Regions from separate parts of the Mus musculus genome. Here region 1 is linked to region 2. A link is a contact called in public HiChIP or PLAC-seq data. All regions are on one chromosome and are shown on one strand. Each heading gives the region's core, a stretch centred on a gene start, on an enhancer-like site or on the middle of the called end of the contact. The rest is flanking DNA. Distances are from core to core; before and after follow the strand shown. Region 1 holds the start of Il11 (interleukin 11). Region 2 holds the start of Tfpt (TCF3 (E2A) fusion partner).

Region 1 (5,630 bases), core at 2,820-5,319, 1.1 Mb before region 2:
TCTTGTGTTTGTTTTACCCAAGATTGCCCTCCTAGCTTCCAGCCAGCCAGATTGGAGCTATGTCACTCTGGTTCCTCATTCACCTGAGCGCAGTATTCCCCTGGCATAGTGAGAAGTGTTCCTTGGTTCCTGATGGAGGTCCTGGATTGGCCCTGGGCTCATGGGATGGCTGGGGCACCCATGGCTTGGGTCAGAGGGGGTGAAGATGTCTGGAGAAGGGAATCCTTGAGACTGAAAACTGTGAGCCTAGAGGCTGAGGGAGGCAGGTTTTGGGAACGTGAGTCTGAGCAGGAAGAGCTGGGTCCTGAACTGAGGCTTTTAGGGGAAGAAGACCCAAGACTCTGGGATCTGAAGAAGGAAGGCTCTCGTGGTCTGAGGGAGGCGTGTTGGGGTCTAGACCCTTGATTCTGAGGAAGCCCGGGCCTATTTCAGATCTGGGGGGTGGAGGGAGGGTCTGGGGCCTGGATTGTCCCTTCCGTGGGAGGGAGGGGTCTGAACTCAGACCCCTGTTTCCCAAGAAGCTTAGGAGGGTGACTCTCTTTCATCCCTAGGTCCTACTGTAAACATCCTAGAGGGTGCTGAGTGGGCCCTGGGCTGTCTCCGTCAGAGATGACACAGGTCCGAGGGGGCTCGGCAGGGGGCCTGGGGGTGGGGGTCAGAGGGGTTGCTGGGCTGAGACTGGGCAGCTGCTGACCATTTCCTGTGTCAACACCATCTGGACCCACTTCCCAATTCCCTGGATTCCTCAGGGATCAAGGAGGGGGTGGAGGTGGAGCTGCCTGGCCCTGGACCGCTGCGGATTGGGATTGGGGGGGGGGGGTGCGCCGTCAAGGCCCTCACCGCTAATGACAGGTTTGGGCTGCCTCTGTGGCTGACCTGCCTCGTCACCCCCCAGAGGCCAGACAGGACCCCCCAGGGACAGACAGACGGACACACACAGCCTGGGATGTGCTGACATCATGCCCAGCCAGCACCAGCTCACCCCAGGGGCCAGCACACCATCAAGGAAGGCCCCCCCTGGCTAGATCCCCACATCCTAGGGACACCTCGTGATATGCTTCAGAGACCTTCTACCCTCTGCCTCTGTGTTTGAGTACTCAAGTTGGCCTCCCTAGCACTCTTTTGCTTCTGTCTTCTCGTCATTGGGCTGTGAGATCCTGTTTGTATTTGTTTATTTCTGCTGTCTTCCGTCATTTTGGGGGGATTCCCAAAAGCCTCCTACCTCATCTGTCTCTCTGTCTCATTTCCATAGAACTGGTATCCCAACCCTCACCCAGGGAAGACCCAGGCAGGACTCCCAAGTCCACTCTTCAGTCCTTCTGTGGTCACTCTGGGGAAGATGAGTCTTTCCCCACAATCCCCAGGTTGGAAAGTGGAGCAGGACTGAGAACGAGCAAGGAGCCCACCACCCAGACTCACAAACTTCCTCAAACACAAAGCTCTCCCAATTGTAGGACATCACATATTTTTTCCACCTATATAAAAATGAGGGTTTAGTACCCTGGATCTGAGGAAGAAGGGCTGGCAGGGGTCTGTTCCCTGGCCTGGGTCTGATGGAGGAGGGCTGGCTGGCTGGGGTCTGTTCCCTGGGTCTGAGGGAAGAGGGCTGGGATCTAGAACCCTGGTTCTGAAAAGAGCAAGGGTCTGTACACTGGGTATGACAGAAGAGGGTTGGTTGGCCAAGTACCTGAGAGCCTGGATCAGAGGGAGGAGGGCTAGGGTTTGTACCCAGGGTTTGAGTTTAACCCTCTCAGGAGGGTTAAATACCTGAGAACCTGGGCCTGAGGGAAGAGGGCTGGGATCTGTACCCTGGGTTTAAGGAATATGGGGAGATGAGGAGGTGGGGGAATGGTATGAGTTCTTCAATCTCAGTTGGGGGAAGGGGCTGGCATTTGCAGTCCCTGGTATTGGCCAGGTCTGGCTACAAGCCCAGTCCCCTGTCCCCTCAGGCCAGTCCATTCCCCAGGCTGGTGGCCTGAGTCACCTTGGCTAGCCCCCATAGTCTGGGGGGGTGCTACGTCAGCTCTCCCCTCACTGACGCAGCCTTGGGCCCCCCACGATGACTCAGCCGGAAACAGGCCCCCTGAGGGGCGGAGACCCAGTGGTCAGAAGCCTGGGTCCCAGCAGAAGCAGGGGCTGAGGAGGGCCCCTGGGGGGCCTCTCAAAGGGGTGGTGTGACAAACCAAGAAAGGGAGAGAAAGAGCTCTTACCTGAGGTGATGAGGTCATACCCCACCATTGGGGTGGGAGTGGGGGCTCTGACCTCACCCCCTGGGGGATCTGAGCAGTTCTTCCCCCCTAGTGGTGAAAGATGGGGAGGGGAAGCCTCTGGCTGCCAGTCAGTCCAGAGCCAGCCCTCACCCTACTCCCCCATCTCCAGCCAATGCAATGGGCCCAAAAGATGGGCATGGGTGGTCTACAAAGAGATTTTTTGCAGTTCATGTAACTGTCCTGTGTTCAGAGCTATCCCATTTCCCTCTTGAGGAGGCTTCTGGGAATATATGTGAGCTGATTTTGGTGTCGCCATCCCTTAAGGGCCTGTGAATTCTGAACCAATGGTAGTCACCTGTTGAACACGGTATGTGGGTATTGCTGCAGTCACTGAACTGGTGTGTTTGGCTCTTTCCTGGATAGACACCCCCTTCTCTGAATGCGGCTTTGTCTAAGTTTCTAGTACCCATCCACTCACCACTCATTTTGCCATCTCTCGCAGTGACTACCTGTGCCTCAGTATAGCTGATAAACTGTAACCATGAGATCAAAAACATTTCTCTAGTAGTAGTTTGTACAAGACTCCTCACTGTGGCATTTAGGGGTAGGAAGGGATGTATGTGTGTCTGGGAGTGTATGTATATGTGGGTAGATTATCTGTACTTACATGCAAGTGTACAGAGGCCAGAGGGGGACACTGGGAAGTTCTAGCACTCTCAACCTTACGCTCTTGAGAAAGGGTCTCTCACTGAACCTGGAGCTAGGCTGGAAGACAAGCCCTAGTGACCCCGCCATCTCCACCTCTCCACCCACAGGGCTGCAGTTACACATGCTCAGCTTTTTATATACGTGCTGTGGATTCAACTCAGCTCCTCATGTTTGTGCAGCAAGCACTCTTACCCCCTGGGTCATCTCCTTAGCCATAGAAGATAGTCTCAGCCCCATTTACAGAACTGGCAAGTTGGGGGGAAGGGCAGCAACACAGCCAGAGACACCTCTGTAGAAAGCCTTTATTCCTTTTTCTTTTGGTCCTCAGCTACCTCATCTAACCTGTCTCCCAGGTGACCTCATCTTTGGTATTCTTCTGCAGCCTGAGTCTTCTCTTCCCATGTCTGTGGCCCCTTTCCGCTTGGGGATCGCTGCTTCTTTTTTAAAATGGGGTTTCAAGTAGCCCAGGTTAGCTTCAGTCTCACTGTGTAGCTAAGGATGACCTTGAACTTACTTCTGAACCTCCTGCTTTCGCCTTCCCAGTGCTGAGAGTGCAGGTGTGTATGTACCATCACTCTGCCAATTGAGCCACATCCTCAGCTCCTCAGTTCCCAGTGTCTCTCCATCTCAGAGGCTAGGTATCTCTATATCCTGCTGTCCCCATCTCTGTGCATTTGTCAGCCATTCTGGGTTTAGAGGCTCCATCTCTGCCCCAGTGTTCTCTCTGTCGTCCAGATTCTCCCCCCTCACCTCCACCTCCTCAGGCCCTGGACTTGCCTCTTCTACTGCCTCACCATCTCTCAGTACTAGTCCTGGTCCATGCAGACCACCACCCACAGCCAGGCTCCATAGAGCTCTTGAGCCTTGTGTGTCTGTCCCAGCCCGTGGAGGTGGAGGGAGGGGACGCCAATGACCTCACCGGCCCCTCTCAGACCACCCCCCCTTCACTTTTCAACTTTTCCAACTTTTCCTTCCGTGCCCTCCTCCAAGCAAGGCGGTGTGAGCCCTGCTAGGCAGCCGGCTCGTCTGAATGGAAAAGGCAGGAGGGAGGGTGAGTCAGGATGTGTCAGGCCGCCCTCCCCTGCTGCCTGCCCCCCGCCCGCCCGCCCCGGCCCCCTATATAACCCCCCAGGCGTACACACTCCCTCACTGCCTGGCCCTTGCTGCTCACACTCACAAACCTCCCCTCCCCAGGCCGAGGCCCAGCTGACCCCCTGGGTCCCCCGGCAGCGGACAGGGAAGGGTTAAAGCCCCCCCCCCCGGCTCCCTGCCCCCTGCCCTGGGGAACCCCTGGCCTGTGGGGACATGAACTGTAAGTTGGTTCCAGTTCATGGGTGAGGGGACAGGGTTGGGGGGGGGGAAGGATTGAGGGAGTGGGGAGGATGCGAAGCAGAGTAGGGACAGAGGGATAGAAAAGAGGAGTCACGGGGAGTCAGATTGAGAAAGAATAGTGAGAAAAGTGGGAGTTTAAGAGAAGAGATGGACAGAGAAAGAGACAGAACAAGGCAAGGGACAGCCAGACAAGGACAGAGGGACAGATGCTGGGAGGGAGGTGATCCTTAAGGGATCGGGTATCCCAGGGAGTCAGTGGGAATCTAGGAACAGAGACAACCACGAACTCCAACAGCGCGTCTCAGGGTGGGAAACTGAGGCAGAGAATCCCAGATGACAGCAAGCCCCAGAGGACGAGAAACAGGCAGGGGAGGCAGACGAAAGAGAGGTGCGGACAGAGAGCTTAAAGAGCCAGACAGATGCGCACCGGCTAGGGGACGGGTGCACCGACAGACGGCCCAGGAGGGGCTTGCGAAGGACTAGGCATAGCTAGAGGGGACCAGGGGGCGGGCTGGGGGTGTGATACTTGAGCTTGGTGGCCCGGGGGGCTCTGATTGGCTGGCTGTCTCAGAGGTGGGCGGGGCAGCTGGGGGATGGGCAGCCGGCAAAGGAGCTGTCCCTAGCCCCTGAGCCCCGAACGCGGCCCGACGGGTCTTCAGCTGCGTGCGTCCCTGAGCGCCTCTCAGACCAGGTGCGCCCAGGTCCTCCCCGACCCAACGGCCCAGCCCTCTGCAGCCACCTTTGAGGGCATATGGGAATGGGTCCAGGCACCTTCCTGGAGAGGAATCCGTGTGTTCGGGTGTCAGCTCCAGTCTCTGACTCCTACCACTGTTCCCAGGCCGGCTAGGGCTCCCGGGGCAGGGGAGGGGGGCAGGTTCTGGCCTGTACCTCCCCCCCCCCCGTCATGCCCCGCCCCGGGGCCCAGATTCCGGCGTCCGGGGGCGGACGGGAGACGCCCGGCCCGTCTACCCGCCCCGGGCCGCGTCTGCTCCGACGGGCGGGGCAGCCAGAGCCAGGGAGGGAGAGGGAAGCCCGCCCGGGCTCGGGCTTTGCGACCTGCCCCGGGGCGCCCCACCCTGAGACTCAAGACCTCCAGGTCCTCCTCCCTCAGATCCAGGCGTTCAGACTCCAGCCCTCCTCCCTCAGACCCAGGAGCCCAAACCTCAGCTCTTCTCCCTAGAACCTGGAGTCCAGAGTCTAGCCCTTATTCTGCAGATCCAGGGTCCCGAGGCCCAGCCTGCCCTCCCTCAGACCCAGAATCCAGGCTCCATCCATCCCTCCTCCTCCAGACCGTAAAGTCCAGACCACAGTCCTTCAAGACCAAAATTCCGAACCCTAGCTTACCTCACTCAGACCCAGGTTCTAGACTCTAGCCCTTCT
Region 2 (5,903 bases), core at 808-3,307:
ACTTCCCCCACTAGTTAAGACACCTGACATGAGCAGACCTGATTCATCAAACTTGACATCAGGCAGTCACGTTCTGTGACTTTCTTTGGCTTTACGGAACAAGAAGTTTCTCTGCCTGCCACTTGGAATCCCTGTAGAAGCTGGCTGGGAGACTCCCATCACTCAGTGAATTAACAGCCCTTGTTCCTTCCCCAGGGTTAGCACAAGTACTCAAATTCCAACAGGGGGCACTTCTTCCCTGACCCAATGCAGGGTTAGTCAGTCCCTTCTGTAGGGACTACAGAGTGGGCATGGTTGCTTCTGCCTCACACTCAGGAGGCTGAAAAAGGATGGTTGCTGAGAGTTCAAGGCCACTATAGGCTACCTAGTAACTTCTAGGCCAGTCTGAACTTCAGAGTGAAACCTTGTCTCCATATTTAAAAATATACGTACATACATGTGTACACACCCTGTCTGTGGATGTGGAAAAGGTCCTATAGTTCAGAGAACCCAGAGACAAGTCTTCTCACAATTAGAAAACACATCAGTTTTATAGTACAATATGCATGTTTATTTTTCTTTCTTCCTTTTTTTTAAACATAGGTGTTGTCTCACTTTCTTCTAAAAAAAATGTATGTATGCGTTTTGCCTGATGTGCATAATATATATATAATGCCCATGGAGAGCAGAAGATGTCAGATCACCAAGAACTGGAGTTACAGATAGTTATGACCCATGTGGATGCTAAGAACTAAACCCAAGACCTCTGGAAGAGCAGCAGATACTCTTAACTATCTCTCCAACTCCATGAATGTACCTATTTCTGAGACAGGGTTTTACCCAGGCTGACTCTGACCAGACTGGACTTGAACTCATTCATGTACCTGCTGCCTCAGTCTCCTAAGTGGTGAGATATAAACACATATCATGTCTGGGTACAATGCAGTATGTTTTCAGAGGGTCAGTAACTGGATTTAAAAAAAAAAAGAAGAATGAATGCTCTGAGGAAAGCTGAGGAGGGAGACACTTGGTGATAAAACCATAAGGAGCAAGAGAGTCGGGGAGTCAGAATGGGCAGAGGAAAGTGAGGGTGGGAGGCACCTTCCGACACGTTGGCTTGCTTGCTGATATACTCCTCAATCTTCATCATGATCTCAGCAAACTGATGAGGAAGGAGAGCACAGTCAGAAACTAGGCCTCTCAGAAAGAACTGCTCTCCGGCCACTCCTCCCTAGGAACGCTGACTTAAAGGGTGCCACCTCACCATCTTGCTGTCCCATAGCTTGGCAATGCTCTTGACTGAATCTCCAGAAAGATCCAGCTGGGTCTCCTCCTGTACATCCTCAATTGCTGGCTCCTCCTCCTCTTCTCCATAGCTTCCTCCTTCCTCTTCTTCTGCTGCCTCCTCGAGGTCAGCCAAGAGCTCATCAGCCAGAGACATCCCAAGGCCTATGGGAAAGGGAGAATGGGGTTCCCTAATACTGCATCTTGACCCTGTCCACTCATATCACCAGAAGGAGCACCTTCTCCCGGATCCCCTTAAGTTTCTTCTTCATCAGCTCCTGTAGCCGCACGCAGGCTCCACAGCTTGCTTAGTTCACGGAGGTTGTCTCCTGTTCCTACCCACACAGAACACAGCACATCCCTCCAGGTACCACCTGACCTGGCAACTTTTCCCCACACCTCTGGGTCTTTGAGCAACTATTCATCTTTGCCTAACCCGGCTCTTTGCTCCCTCACCCTGCCTTCAGTTCTTTCATTCCACCCGTCTGGCCCACGTGCCATATTTCAGCCTAAAGTTATGCTGTGATCCACTCACGTCTTGAATATTAGTTCTAAGGCGCTCCATACGTTTAATATTATTATTTATACTATGATTTAAGTCGCCCGCTACACTTTCTCCTCCAGTAGCTTGGCTTCCGGCCATCCCTTCTTCTCCATCACACTCACCGCTTCGATCCTCTCACAATCGTTTCCAAGAAATCTGCTTCCCCAGAGCTTCGGCTCTCTTTGATGACGTTTACTTGCCGCCGATAAATCTGTGTTTTGATTGGCCGTTTACGACATTTCCGGCAGCGTTTGGACAACAACTTTATTAGCAGCCGCCTCGCGGGACGGCGACCGGGAGTGCTGGGTTCTAGGGCTAGGGGAAGTCGTACGTCGCCGTGGATTGAGCCTGCTAAACAGAGATTCGCTTTGGCTAGTCGACACTGCGACAAGACAGGAGTAAAGAAGGTGACAACGTGGACGATCGGTGCAGGCGCTAGAGGATAAACCGAAGGCTTCAAGCCGCAATTTGGAGTCGGGTGCAAACGAAGGCAGAGTAGGAAACTTTAATTCCCAGTTTTCCTGTGTCGCAAGGCCTGATGGGAGAGGTAGTTTTGCGCAAGACTCCACCTCTCTGAGGCTTGAGGTGTCTCTTGACCAGAGAAATGGAGTTGGAACAGAGAGAGGGGTGAGTAGCTGAGCTTTGTGTAAACGGGGACTCCAAAAACAGCAACGATCGGCTGTAGTGCTCTCAGGGACGATGGGGAAGTTCGTGCAGTTGCTTTCTTTTCGAATCTCTGTGGGAGAACCGGAGGCAGTACTGGAGCATCGTAGGGGAGATTTGGAATTTGCTGTTCTTATGGATCTGAGAGCAAGGAGATTGGAGTGTGGGCTCCAAAGTCTGAGGGAGGAGGCTAGGGTCTGATTCCTCATTGTTAGGGACGAGGACTGGGGCCTGGATCCCTGGCAGTGACCAAGAAGGGCTAGGGTCTGGGCTTCTTGGTAGGAGGGAGGAGGGCTAGAGTCTGGGCTGCTGGGTGTGATGGAGGAGAGGGCTAGGATCTGGGCTCCAGGCTGGGGCCTGGACCTAAGTCCCCCTGGGAGGGACTTGGAGAGCCAGAATATAGGCTCCTAAAACTTCTTGGCCCTACAGGACCATGGCAGCCGTGGGCTTTGAAGAGTTCTCAGCGCCACCAGGCTCAGAGCTGGCTCTGCCTCCCCTGTTTGGTGGCCACATCCTAGAAAGTGAGCTAGAGACAGAAGTGGAATTTGTGTCCGGTGGTCTGGGTGATTCAGGACTCCGGGAGCGAGATGAAGAGGAAGAGGCAGCCCGGGGTCGAAGGCGTCGCCAGCGGGAACTAAATCGTAGAAAGTACCAGGCACTAGGTCGGCGCTGCCGGGAGATCGAGCAGGTAGGTAAGTGTGGATTCCCATTTGGGGGTCCTCTCGCCAGAACTGCCGCCTCGCTGCCGATGCCAACACCACCCCCTCCTCATACCGCCTCCTCCTCCTCCTCATGTCCTTCTTTTTCCCTTTCCTTTTGTACTTGAACAAGTGAACAGATCCATGTGGGTCTAAGTCTGTGCCAGGCACCCTAAGTAGTCTCTTCCAGAATATTTATATTCATTACTTTTCTTGTTGTGACCTGGGAAAAGCAACTTGGGGAAAGGCTTACATTGACTTGGAGTTTAAGGATCTGTGGCGGCAGAGAAGACACAGTGTCAGGGGCATGAGACAGTTGGTGATGTTGCATCCATAGGCAGGAAGCAGAGAGATGGAGAGATGACTACTGGCACTCAGCTTGACTTTCCCTTTTTATTCAGTTTATTCCAGCCCATGATATGGTGCTGCCCACATTTAGAGTAGATCTTCCTACCTCAATTAACCCACATGCCAAAGACATGCATAGGGTCTTGTCTCTTAGGTGATTTTTAGATCTTGTCAAGTTGAAAAATCAGTAATAACCATCACAGCATCAGATACTCTGCCTCTGGTATGTCACAGGTGACTCTCAGATTTCATTCACAGCCTCTCACCTAAGGCACCTCCAGGCTTGCCTACTCTGCCTCTTGAACCTCACTTGGGTCCTTCTTTTCTCAGATTAACTCATCGCGTGAGTCTTTAGTTCACCTCCTTAGTAAGAAGGAGGAAGGAGCTATGGGCAGAATGTAAGTAGGTCTTAGTAAGTCAGGAACACCAGAGAAGAAGTTTGGAATTTGCGCTTTGGATGAATGGGAGCTGGCAAGGGGTTTGAAACTAGTGCACAGACAGGAGGTGGAGGGGGGTGATAGGAGGGCTGGGGTGGAGGGCAGTGTCTCAGTTTCTCCTTTTCATGAGGACAAAGTTCAGGTTGGGCTCTGCACCAGTGACTTCTGTTGAGCCATGGCTGCTTCTGGCATTACTGTGTTTGCATGATGCTCACTTTTTGAAGTATTGGGTTAGGATTCCAACAAATCTTTGTTGGGTGTGGGTGACATCCTGAAACACGGTGTGTGCAAGTCCTGGAAAGGGAGAGGCTGAGGCTGAGGAGATTGGGAAGGGATTCTAAACACTGCTTAGCAAGTGTGGTACTAACAGAGTTCAGGAAGGGGAGAGCTGGACTTACAGGTGTTTGTAAGCTACCTAGTGCGGATGCTGAGATCTGAAATCTGGTGCTCTGAGAGAGAAGCAAGCTCTCTCCATACAGTATATGTTTGTTTATGTATACATATATATGTTTGTATATGTGTGTGTATATATAGATATAGAGAGATAGATTGACTGATATACACATACATACATACATACATACACATTTTATGTTTATGAGAGGTTGCCTCCATGTATGTCTATGTACCATGTGCATGCTTGGTGCCCACTGAGGTTGAACTAGGCTATTAGATCCCAGGAATTGTAGTTGAAATTGGTTGTTAGCTACTATGTGGGTACTGTGAATTGAATCTGGATCTTTTGGAAGAAAAACCAGTGCTCTTTATGGATGAGCCATCCCTCCAGCTCTCCCGTCCCCAAAGTGTGCATTCCTAACTGCTGAGCTCTTGCTCCATCCCCTAAGCCTCTGTTCTTAATTCCCCCCTACTAAGATCAGATTCCACGTGCACAAACCCAAAGTTCAGCTGAGTAATTTGCAAGAATCCACACAGCTGATGAATAGCAGAGCCTGGAAAGTGCAGGTCTTTCTGATCAGAAAGAACTTTAGCCTGTGTCCTAGGCACTGTTTGACTGAGTCTTGTCCTTTCCTTTCCATATCTAGGCTGGGGCCTTCAAAAAGTTCAAGGGCTGTTCCCTGATTCTGGAATGTTCTCCTCCTGACTTGCTTCTTATTTGTCTCCTGCCTGTCATTCAGGTGTTGGCTTAAAGATCTTCTTATGGCCCTAATTTCAGCAACCATTTTCTGGTCTAATAGTCTACTAGACATGTAGACTGTGTGACAAACACTTTGGTGTTTGTATTCATGATTTTTATGCTGCTGTGATCCCAGCACCCAACAAAAGCAACTTAGGGGAGGGAAGCCTTATTTCAGTTCGTGGTTTCATCCCATCGAGGTGAGGATGCTTGGTGGAACAGCTCGGCCTGTGTCAGCAGGAACATGTGGAAGGGCTTTTTACATCATCGTGTACTAGGAAACAGAGGGGGAGACAAGAACCACAGATAGGGCCTAACCTTGAGAGGCCCAGCCCTAGTAATTGATTTCTGCTAGGCAGACACCAATTCCAGAATTTTCCCAAGCATCCTCCCAACAGCTAAGGGCCATGCTTTCAAAACTTGAGCCTATGAGGGTGTGGTGGCTGAAAGAGAATGGCTCTTATATCCTCAGATGTTGAAATGTTTAATCTCCAGTTGGTAAACTACTTGGGAAAGATTTTGATGTTTGACCTTGTTGGAGTTGATGTGTCTCTAGGGGTACAGTTTGAGGTTTCAAAAGCTAGTAGCAGTCCCAGTGTCTTTCTCTGCCTGCTGCCTGTGGATCAGGATGTAAAGCCCTCAGCTGCTGCTCCACAGCCATGCCTGTCTGTTTTCCACCATGATGATGATGGAGTAACCCTCTAAAGCAATTAGCAAGCCTCAGTTAAATGCTTTCCTTGATAAGATTTACCTTGGTCAGAGTGTCTCTTCACAGCAAGAGAACAGTAACTAAGATAGAGGGAGATTTCAAACTG

What was found. HiChIP or PLAC-seq counts read pairs in DNA pulled down with a chosen protein or histone mark.
Region 1: a contact with region 2 is called in an H3K4me3 HiChIP or PLAC-seq map of stem cell-derived neural progenitor cells, with 2.7 times the contacts expected there. The contact joins the promoter of Il11 here to the promoter of Tfpt in region 2. A contact is called at or near these places in 5 of 39 promoter capture datasets (cranial neural crest, hippocampal neurons, liver and 2 more), 1 of 484 Hi-C or Micro-C datasets (cerebellum), 5 of 115 datasets of contacts at active chromatin or transcription factors (embryonic stem cells, large pre-B cells, pancreatic cancer cells and 1 more) and 1 of 9 other capture datasets (adipose tissue).

The regions. Positions count from the first base shown.
Region 1 is chr7:4,776,580-4,782,209 of GRCm38.p6, reverse strand. Il11 (interleukin 11) reads left to right here and starts at 4,069. Exons shown (of 5, transcript NM_008350.4): 1 at 4,069-4,230. The coding sequence starts at 4,224.
Region 2 is chr7:3,626,083-3,631,985 of GRCm38.p6, reverse strand. Tfpt (TCF3 (E2A) fusion partner) reads left to right here and starts at 2,057. Exons shown (of 6, transcript NM_001290381.1): 1 at 2,057-2,434; 2 at 2,900-3,158. The coding sequence starts at 2,412. Prpf31 (pre-mRNA processing factor 31) reads right to left here and starts at 2,001. Exons shown (of 14, transcript NM_027328.4): 1 at 1,930-2,001; 2 at 1,244-1,428; 3 at 1,081-1,141. The coding sequence starts at 1,420. Gm15927 (a long non-coding RNA gene) reads left to right here. Exons shown (of 6, transcript XR_003946711.1): 6 at 583-915.